Regions from separate parts of the Mus musculus genome. Here all the other regions are linked to region 2. The links are chromatin contacts, called in public HiChIP or PLAC-seq maps. All regions are on one chromosome and are shown on one strand. The core of a region is the stretch at or near the end of the contact, and the rest is flanking DNA. Distances in the headings are between cores, read along the strand shown.

Region 1 (3,299 bases), core at 61-2,560, 290 kb before region 2:
TGAATTCAGTCCATCTGGTGGACGGAGAGAACTGACTCCGAGTTATCCTCTGACCGTCACACAGGCACCCATACACACACACACACACACACACACACACACACACACACACACACACACACACACGTAATTAACTGTGGAAAATTCATCAAAGAGTCTCTTGTGCCTCTGATGCAAAGACCTTCTTTTCAGTGCCAATTAGAAAAAAACGGTATCCTGGAGAAAACGGGCAGAGACATAAGCAAACAGATCATAAAAACCTATGAAATAGTGTCCAAAACTTAAAACTACACATTAGTTGCAAGGCATGTGACACTTCAATGGGTGGAAGCAGGGAGATCCGTTCTGTGTCATCCTTAGCTCTGTAGAGACTTCCAAGTCTGCTCTATTTAATCCCTGTAACATTGTAAAAGTGGGGGGTCCACGTTTTCAATCAGTGTGGACAGACTTTGAGTTGGTATTTGACGTTTGCAGATGAGAAATACCACTCTCATATTGTAACAGTGTGAATAAAAGTGAATATTGAGATCGAGTCTAGCCTGAATGAGTTCTCGGCCTCGAAAAACAAAACCAAAAATATATAATTTTTCACTTCCTCTCCAGCTCTGTAACTTTGAAACTGGACTGCATGCTTGCTACTATAATATGCCTCTTAGAAGTGCAATTAATATCTTGGGCATACAGGTAAATGTACTTGCTTCTTAGGTTTTACTAAAAAAAAAAAAAAACTTCGTGGGTAAAAAATTCTGTGGTTTAAAGTTTTTCGAGGCAAATACGCCAAAATATGTTTAAATCTACAGTAGACGACAGTTAGTTGTCCATCCACTCTTACCTGTTTAGACGGTTATTTTTGGTTTTTCGAGACAGGGTTTCTCTGTATAGCCCTGGCTGTCCTGGAACTCACTCTGTAGACCAGGCTGGCCTCGAACTCAGAAATCCGCCTGCCTCTGCCTCCTGAGTGCTGGAATTAAAGGCGTGCGCCACCACCGCCCGGCCTGTTTAGACTTTTAAAGATATTTTAAAATATGCTTTCAGTAAGTAATGCTCTGCCCCCCTTCAGAGGATTAAAACAGCTCAGCAACGTGGAGAGTAAAACTGGCGGGGAATCTGCGCCTCCCAGTAAGTCGGGGAATCGGCCACAGAAACTAATCTTCCCTGGGAGCCAAGGGCTTCCCTCCAGCCGAGTTAAGCAACCCAGCGGAGCGCCGAGCGCGCCTGCGCGGCGGAATCACGTGGCTGCGCGGGGGCGGGGCTGGGAGGAGCCGTGGCGGACCCGCTCGGAGGGCGGCGGCCTATTACCTCGCGGCGCAGCGACCGGGACCCGGCTGGCGCATGCCTGTCTCCGGCCGGACCGTGGAGCGGGCGGCTGCGGGCGCGCGGCGGCGGAGAGCCGGGACAGCGGGAGAGCGTCCGAGCGCCCCGCGGGGAGGCTGGACAGCCCGGGCTCGGCCGAGGACGCTGCTCCGCAGCCGGCGGGCATCATGGCATCGCTGGCGGACCGGGTCCGGGGCAACGGGCGCATCGCCGCCGGGCTCCTGTTCAACCTGCTGGTGTCCATCTGCATCGTGTTCCTCAACAAATGGATCTATGTACACCACGGCTTCCCCAACATGAGCCTGACCCTGGTGCACTTCGTGGTCACCTGGCTGGGCTTGTACATCTGCCAGAAACTGAACATCTTTGCCCCCAAAAGTCTGCCGCTCTCCAAGCTCCTCCTCCTGGCCCTCAGCTTCTGTGGCTTTGTGGTCTTCACCAACCTTTCTCTGCAGAACAACACCATAGGCACCTATCAGCTGGCCAAGGCCATGACCACGCCGGTGATCATAGCCATCCAAACCTTCTGGTACCAGAAGAGATTCTCCGTCAGAATACAGCTCACGCTGGTGAGTAGCTGCCGCTGCCGCTGCGCGAGCCTGTCCCTGCCCAGCTACCTGGCTGCCTTTCTCCCCGGGAAAACTGAATACACCTTGCTTATAGCCTGGCACGACGGAAGCCCATTCCCATAATCTTTACTCCACACACGAGCCAGGCCCTTATAAGAAGCTTGTTTGGGGAGGGGTGGAAAAGGCCATCTCGACACTCCGCTGCTATTTAGTAAATGGGTGTGTTCCTGATAGAAATCTTTAACTGCTGGGATTGATGAGGGAGAGAGCTGCCTTAATGGAACAGTTCAGTGTGTCAGGATATCTGCGAAAGCTCAACCTGGAAAGAAAAGAATATCCCCAGGAAATCGAACCAGAAGTGATAAACATGAAATGGTTTAGCATAAAATACCTCGGAATACACCTTCAGTGGCACACTGCTGGGGTGCCTTGTGTTTACATAAAAGGAGATTCGTTAAAATAACATTAGCACTTAGTGGTTTTTTCGTTTTTCCAGTCATAATGCTTTCCTCCTTCCTTGTTTATGCTTATGTGTTAAGTACTGGTTTGGGGGATTATTTTATTCCCTGTAAATGTGTGTCCTGTTTCCTTACAAAGCACAACGCACGGATTCATATTTTCTTCCAGATGTAGAGTTGTATGTGAATCTCTGTAGAGAAGGATTGGCAGTTTTCCCCAAAGAAAACTTACAGTGCTCCCCCACCCCAGCCCCACTGTTATGTTTCCTTAGTGTTGTAAGACATCATTCTTGAATTTAATCTCACAGCATTTGCCTCTTTGTCTTTGCAGATTCCTATTACTGTAGGTGTAATCCTAAATTCTTATTACGATGTGAAGTTTCATTCGCTTGGAATGGTGTTTGCCGCCCTTGGTGTGGTAGTCACGTCCCTTTATCAAGTGGTTGGTAACTTTTTTTTTTCTTTTTGTGCCTTTTTAGTAGACTTTGTAAATTTTGAAGCTGTAACCCAAGGTTTAGAGACTACAAGTATAGAGACAACAGACATGAGAAGAAAGCGTAACTGAGGAGGTGACGAGAGCAGAGGAGACAGCAGCTCAGGTGTGCGATGCCCACCAAGTGTCCAATTGTAAGCGCACGGTACCCCTGCTTAAGCGCAGCTGGGGACAAACTTCTTGGAAGTCTTCACAAAATGAGCAGTAAGGTTTTGCTTCCTAAGTTCATCGGTCGCATGTGTCATTTACTCTTTGATTATAAAGTCACTTGGGTGAAACACACACACTTCCAAACTTTTGAACATGAAAAAAATTCAGATGTGCATATTTTAAACTCAGAAGAAGTGTTGGTGTTACGACTTGCTCATGGGCCTCTGATAACTTGTCTGTGTCCGTAGAGAGTTTTCTAGGCTTTTAGCTTCCTGTGCAAGCAGGAGGCCTTGCCTGTAGCCAATAATCAGTTAA
Region 2 (3,126 bases), core at 374-2,873:
CTCTGCTAACCCCATCCCCCTGAGGGAGGCAGGACAGCAGTTGGAGGTCGTCGGGCAACAGGACATGAAGTGCCTGGGTGATATTTTTCACACAAGCTGTGAACATGGTAGGCTTGCCAGCATATTGCCAGTAGCAAGTGTCCCTAAGAACCTCCCAAACCAAGGCTGCTGACAGGTCTGGCATCTTATTGGAAGTGGATTTTGTGACTGGCAACATCTGACAGTTGCCAGGTGGTTTGGAACACTGGTATAGTTTCCTGTTGTTCAACTCTAAGATCTCATGGATAGATAGATAGATAGATAGATAGATAGATAGATAGATAGACGGATAGATAGATAGATCTTGAAAACAGAAAGGTAACTCCTATTTCTCCATCAGTAGTGATCAATGTACTGCACAATTGGTTTGGTGCAGAGATTCTGGAGACCCAAGCCTGGGCTTCAGACAAACTCTCTGTCATTGAACGGACTTGTCATTGAAGGGACCTGTCAGTGCCAGCCCTGTACCATGTAAATTACAGTGACTATAAGATTTTTAAAAAATTCTTCTGTTTATAAAGTTTTAAACAAACAACCCCCCACCCTCCTCACTACAGAAAACCAAGAGCGGTTTTCGGAAACACACCAATGGATACAAGAAGAGGCATGCTTGTGTTCATGTTGGCATAGCCTCGGGCTTTGAGCAGGGGGGCCCACACAGCAGGCTGTACAGCTGTTGAAGGGTAGAAATGGGTCGCACAACCTCACCCTGCCATCGTTTTCTGAGCAGACGCTGTCCTCCACCCCACAGTTCGGGCATTCTGTCTTTAATGTGACATCTGCCCCGCTGTGCCACGCTCAGCTCTGCTCATCTTATGCTAAACATACTTCACCCTCTCCATAGGTGACATCACCCTCTCCATGGGTGACATCACTCTCTCCGTGGGTGACATCACCCTCTCCATAACCTGTGACACAGGTAAATTTTATTAGCAGAGAGCAGCTTACTGGTCCAAGGGGAGCATTTTGCTGAGCTGGAAATCTGTTTCAAATAGTCCGGCTTTAGGATATGCGTGCCTAGCTGCACTTAACATCGTTCCTGTTTTCAGTGGAGATCAAGGAAAGGGTCCCAGATAGATCAAACTGGAAATTAGGGCAGAAGCTGGGCAGATCTGGACTGGGGGTGTTTTGCTCCACTGCAGCCTCCCACTGATAACAGGGGAGAATCAGGTGCCCTCCTCCATCCCTGTACTGTGACCTTTCCCATAGCCCACCTGCCAAGTACACCTTACACTTGCTTGTTGTGTTTCTGAGTATTCTCTGGGCACCCTCTCCCACCTCAGGAAGATACAAGCAGCTAAGAGCAGGTTTCTTATCTGTTTGGCTCTCTGAGGTTCCCCAACCATTTAGAGCTGTGCCCCCGGCCCTTCATGTGCTCCTGGTATCTGTTCAATAAATAACACCTTACCACTTGGTAGGTTAGCGGGGATGAAGGTTTTCACATTTGTAACAGAAAGCACAGCGGGTGGGCCATTAGGAGGCTGAAGAAGACCCCACAGAGCATGGAAGGCCTGGAGGCTGTTATCAGTCGGAGTAGGAGGTGCTCTAAATCAACACCCTCCTGGCCCAGGGAGATTATCAAGTAAGTAAGACAATGGGACCAGACAGAAAGGCACCTGGAAATGAGCCAGCAGGAAGTGGGGAGAGAGTGGTTTCTGGTTTCGATTTTCTTTGTCTTCGTGGGTTTGGTGTTTCACTCTAATCCCTTTTGATCCCCTTGGTTAAATCCTATTATTTAGACACTTGATTCTAGTAGAATCTTTTTTTACCAATAAAAAAATCTCTGTGGTGTCTGTGTGTGTGTGTGTGTGTGTGTGTGTGTGTGTGTGTGTGTGTATGTGTGGGTGGGTGTGTGTAGGCCAGAGGTCCACATAGGCCTCTTCTCCACAATTCTTCTTTCTGAGACAAGGGCTCACCATGAGGCCCTGGCTGTCCTGGAACTCACTACATAGAATAGGCTGACTCCAAACTCACAGAGATCTGCCTGCCTCTGTCTATGTGCTAAGATTGAAGGTGTGTACCACCCATCACCATGCCTGGTACTCACTTAATTTTTTTTAAGACAAGGTCTCTCACAGAACCTGGAGGATACTGATTTGGCAAAATCGGCAGGCCAGGAAGGTCATGACCCTTCCTGTCTACCACCAAGGCACTGCGGTGCCAGGCATAGCTTTTTTGTTGTTGTTGTTTTGTTTGTTTGAAACAGGGTTTCTCTTTATAGCCCTGGCTGTCCTGGAACTCACTTTGTAGACCAGGCTGGCCTCAAACTCAGAAATCAGCTTGCCTCTTTCTCCTGAGTGCTGGGATTAAAGGTGTGCATCACCACGCCCGGCCAGGCATAGCTTTTTATGTGCTTGCTACATCCATGGCAGCCATTTTACCAACTGAGCCATAATTGCATAACTTTCGAAGGTTGTAGGAGGTCGGAGTGAAGCTACACTACTTTTACTGTAGCTTGCCATTTCCTATTGAAAGAAAATGAGATTTTGTAACTTGTGATTCATGTAAAAGAGTTGTCTATGAGCCCGCGGCCTGGGGCCGAGAACAAAGCAGAACAGACAGGGCTGTTAAGACATTCCTAAGAACAGCTTGATTGTACAAGCAGGGCTATCTTGTCTGGGTCAACACCACCTGGCCCGAACCTCCCCTCTGTCTACTGCCCCTTGACACTGGGTAAAGTCATACATCAACTGGTTGCTATGTGAACAAGATAAGCCCCCAGCCCACAGGAACAAAGTCCTGATGCCCTTTTGCTAACATGTAATCTTTCTGTTAATGTTTAAATAAGCTAATAGTGTGTCACTATGCTGAATTCCACACCCCTAAGCCCCTTACCCCATAAAAACCCCTAGCTTTCGAGCCTCGTGGCCGACATCCGTTATCTCCTGTGTGAGATACATGTCAGTCCGGAGCTCCGTAATTAAACGTCCTCATGTATTTACATCAAGATGGTGGTCCTTTGTGATTTTTTTGGGTGCACGCCGAATTGGGAATTGGGTAGGGGTTTCCCCACTAGGTCTAACACTATGGATGCTGAACAAGGGATCCCTACTCACAAACTGAGTCAGGAAGACCTGGCTGAGAACT
Region 3 (3,133 bases), core at 162-2,661, 270 kb before region 2:
ACAAAATGGTGAGAACATGTCAGAATGGTGACATCTCTTTCCTGGAGACAGGCTCCCCCTCCAACTGCACGAGAATTCAGCATGAAACTTTTGGGGAAATTCCAGTTTCAATTGCTGCTAGCCTAAGGGAGGGACACCAGAGTGTCTGGATTGTAGTCATACCCACCATGACACACACACACACACACAAACACACAAACACACACACAAACACACACAAACAAACACACACAAACACACACACAAACACACACACACAAACACGCACACACAAACACGCACATGCACACACACATGCACAAACACACACAAACACACACACACACACACGCACAAACACGCACATGCACACACACATGCACAAACACACACAAACACACACACACACACCAATAAACAACATTTGGAGGGAACCAGAATGGAACCCAGACAGCAAAAGTATTGGCCACAGCCTGGCCAGTCGCCCAGTTAGCTGGTTCCAGAGTCTCTGCAGCCTGGCCAGTCGCCCAGTTAGCTGGTTCCAGAGTCTCTGCAGCCTGGCCAGTCGCCCGGTTAGCTGGTTCCAGAGTCCCTGAGACTGGCAAGGGAAACGCCGAGATAGACATCACGGAATTCTCTTCTGGTTTGGTCCATGAGGCCCCAGGCAGGTGCCCAGAGTAAAACCATGAACTCGTGCAGATTTGGCTTAGTATTTGACACTGCTCTGTAGCTTAGTAAATTCTCTTAAACAGGAGAGGACTGAGAGAAAGAAACACATGACATGTGTAACCAGGAACGCTGCTCATAGGGAGTTAAACTCACTCTCAGATTTATCTGCGAGGTTGGCAGGTTGGCGAGGCTCTGCTGGTTTTAATCATCACAGAGAGCAGTTAGAAATCCAGGGAGGAGAAGGGACGCCGGTTTAGAAAGGAAGAAAGACTTGGCATCTGAAGGTCAGAACATTTAGATCTGGGTGACATAGCAGGTGGCAAAACGTGAATTAGCCCTTTCGGAGAGAAAACAATTCTATGTGGCTTTCTCAGCCTGTAATTGTAACTGCTTTCATTCCCTCCTCTGGCAATAATGGAAGCGGCAGTTGCTAAGTATTTGAAGGAAACATGGGACAGAACAGCTATATAGGCAAGTGAACAGGTTTGAGCAGAGCCGGGTGCAAGAGCCTCACTCTCTAATTAAATTAACCCTTGCTTCAGATATTAAAAATATCTATAATAAAAGTGTCTGTGTGCCATAATGCCCAGCTCGAGCCTGGAATTCTTTTCTGTGGTAAACCCACAAATCAGAGTTTTGTCTGAGTGGAGGTCTGGAGAGAAAAAAGGAACTCTTCACATTCCTGGGATGTGCGGGGGAGGGGGGGGAATGGACTGTGCCTGCGTCCTTCTAGGCTGACAGGGTGACTCAGCAAGTCCAGGCAGTGACCTCTGCCTCCCCGAGGGACTAACACCCTCAGGAGGAAACATGTACAAACATGTCCAAGCAGGGTTCTCTAGGGTAAAAAACAGAAGTTTTGTTATGGTCAGTGACTAGGCTGGCATGGCTGGTCTGTTGTTGTACAGCCTAACTACAGTTATGGTGCTCCATGTTAAAAGAATACACATTAAAAGAATGGGACAGGAGGTTCTCTGAAGGGCTGGAGAGACCACTCAGTGGTTAGGAGCACTGACTGCTCTTCCAGAGGTCCTGAGTTCAAGTCCCAACAACCACATGGTGGCTCACAACCATCTGTAATGGGATCGGATGCCCTCTCTGGCGTGTCTGATGAGAGCAACAGTGTGCTCATGTACATAAAATAAATAAATACATCTTCTTCTTTCTTTCTTTCTTTTTTTTTAATGGAGGTTCTCTGAGGAGGCTCCTCTGATCTTCCCCCCAGGCTTTTTCTCTCTCTCCCTTTCTCTCTCTCTCTCTCTCTCTCTCTCTCTCTCTCTCTCTCTCCCCCTCCCTCCCTCTCTCTTTCGTGTTTAGATCTCCAAAATACTGTATTGCTTCTGTCTCATGGGTTCCCTTCCTTCTGCTAGAGACGCAGTCGTGACCTTGAGGTCCTTCTGGTAAAACCTCGTTGAGAAGAAAGACGTGCCACGTGCCAGCTTCCAGGCCAGCGAACCGCTGCTTTATACCCCTTGATATTTAACACCATCAAATCCAACTTGGCACAAATTGAGTTTATTAAGTTTACTTATAGAACTTGGGTGAGGGATTACTTGTAGGAGAATGAGTGCCCCTCCCTTCTAAAACAAAAACAAAAACAAAAACACCACAGCATCCTTACTGTACAGCCCTTGTGGATGGTGCCATCCCTGGGCTGGTTGGTGTTCTGGGTTCTATAAGAAAGCAGCCTGATCAAGCCATGGGGAGCGAGCCAGTAAGCAGCGCCCCTCCATGGCCTCTGCATCAGCTCCTGCCTCCAGGTTCCTGCCCTGCTTGAGCTCCTGACTTCTAATGATGAACTCTGGCAGTGTGAGCCAAGTAAACCCTTTCCTCCCCAACTTGCTTTATGGTCATGGTGCTTCATCACGGCAATAGAATCCTTAACTAAGACATATACTGTATATTCTAGCCCCTCCCTAAATCGCGTGCTGCTGAGGAGAGAGAACGACGGGGTAATGGCTAGAACCCCACATGAGGATCTTAAGATCCTCCCATCCTCTACTAAGGAGTACATATAGATCTGCTGGCATCATTATAGACCTTGCGAACTTCTGTATTGTTCTGTTCAATTAGTTGCCATGGCTACCAGGCCACAGCAACCTATTCCAAGATGGTGACTGGGTGAACAAGTTATTCATGGAGAAGAAAAATGCCACAAGAAAACACTCTGCCTCCCGAGTGGCTTAGACTACAAGCGGATACAGCCAAGACCAGAAGAAAAATCACGATTTTCACTGGCTAACCACCTTCTTTTCCAGGGCCTGCTTGACCTGGGGGAGACTCCAGCAGCTTTTCTGCCATCAGGAAGGAGGATGCTGCCCACACTCACCGGGCTTCGGCTGCTTTCCCATGAGATGTGATTAATCTTAGATTTATGGGGCATATAAGGATTATAGACATTGTTTCTTCAAAGATGCCTTCTGTCCTTCCTGTTCCTCCCTGTGGAGGGTTGAGTGAGAATGGCCCCATAGGCTCATCTGTTGGAGTG

What was found. HiChIP or PLAC-seq counts read pairs in DNA pulled down with a chosen protein or histone mark.
Region 1: a contact with region 2 is called in an H3K27ac HiChIP or PLAC-seq map of extraembryonic endoderm stem cells. The contact joins the promoter of Slc35e3 here to the enhancer-like site in region 2. A contact is called at or near these places in 6 of 39 promoter capture datasets (the C10 cell line, cranial neural crest, liver and 1 more), 1 of 15 datasets of contacts at CTCF or cohesin (large pre-B cells), 4 of 484 Hi-C or Micro-C datasets (3T3-L1-derived adipocytes, the N1E-115 cell line, Th1 cells and 1 more), 3 of 115 datasets of contacts at active chromatin or transcription factors (bone marrow-derived dendritic cells, extraembryonic endoderm stem cells and trophoblast stem cells) and 1 of 9 other capture datasets (macrophages).
Region 3: a contact with region 2 is called in an H3K27ac HiChIP or PLAC-seq map of extraembryonic endoderm stem cells. The contact joins two enhancer-like sites. A contact is called at or near these places in 11 of 39 promoter capture datasets (the C10 cell line, the HPC-7 cell line, embryonic stem cells and 6 more), 3 of 484 Hi-C or Micro-C datasets (B cells, the Ba/F3 cell line and the C10 cell line), 18 of 115 datasets of contacts at active chromatin or transcription factors (T-cell acute lymphoblastic leukemia, astrocytes, differentiating embryonic stem cells and 15 more) and 2 of 9 other capture datasets (liver and pancreatic islet).

Annotation. Positions count from the first base shown.
Region 1 is chr10:117,744,369-117,747,667 of GRCm38.p6, reverse strand. Slc35e3 (solute carrier family 35, member E3) reads left to right here and starts at 1,310. Exons shown (of 5, transcript NM_029875.2): 1 at 1,310-1,883; 2 at 2,673-2,783. The coding sequence starts at 1,482.
Region 2 is chr10:117,450,893-117,454,018 of GRCm38.p6, reverse strand. No RefSeq gene overlaps it. Among named protein-coding and RNA genes, the nearest start is that of Gm51783, 4.1 kb to the left of the region's middle. Within about 2 kb of position 1,623, at least 63 of the 459 cell types and tissues checked have an H3K27ac peak or open chromatin away from gene starts, as enhancers often do. A contact at or near this core is called in the HPC-7 cell line, Th1 cells, differentiating embryonic stem cells and 3 more, where this site is marked.
Region 3 is chr10:117,716,074-117,719,206 of GRCm38.p6, reverse strand. No RefSeq gene overlaps it. Among named protein-coding and RNA genes, the nearest start is that of Mdm2, 6.9 kb to the right of the region's middle. Within about 2 kb of position 1,411, at least 176 of the 459 cell types and tissues checked have an H3K27ac peak or open chromatin away from gene starts, as enhancers often do. A contact at or near this core is called in the HPC-7 cell line, differentiating embryonic stem cells, epiblast stem cells and 2 more, where this site is marked.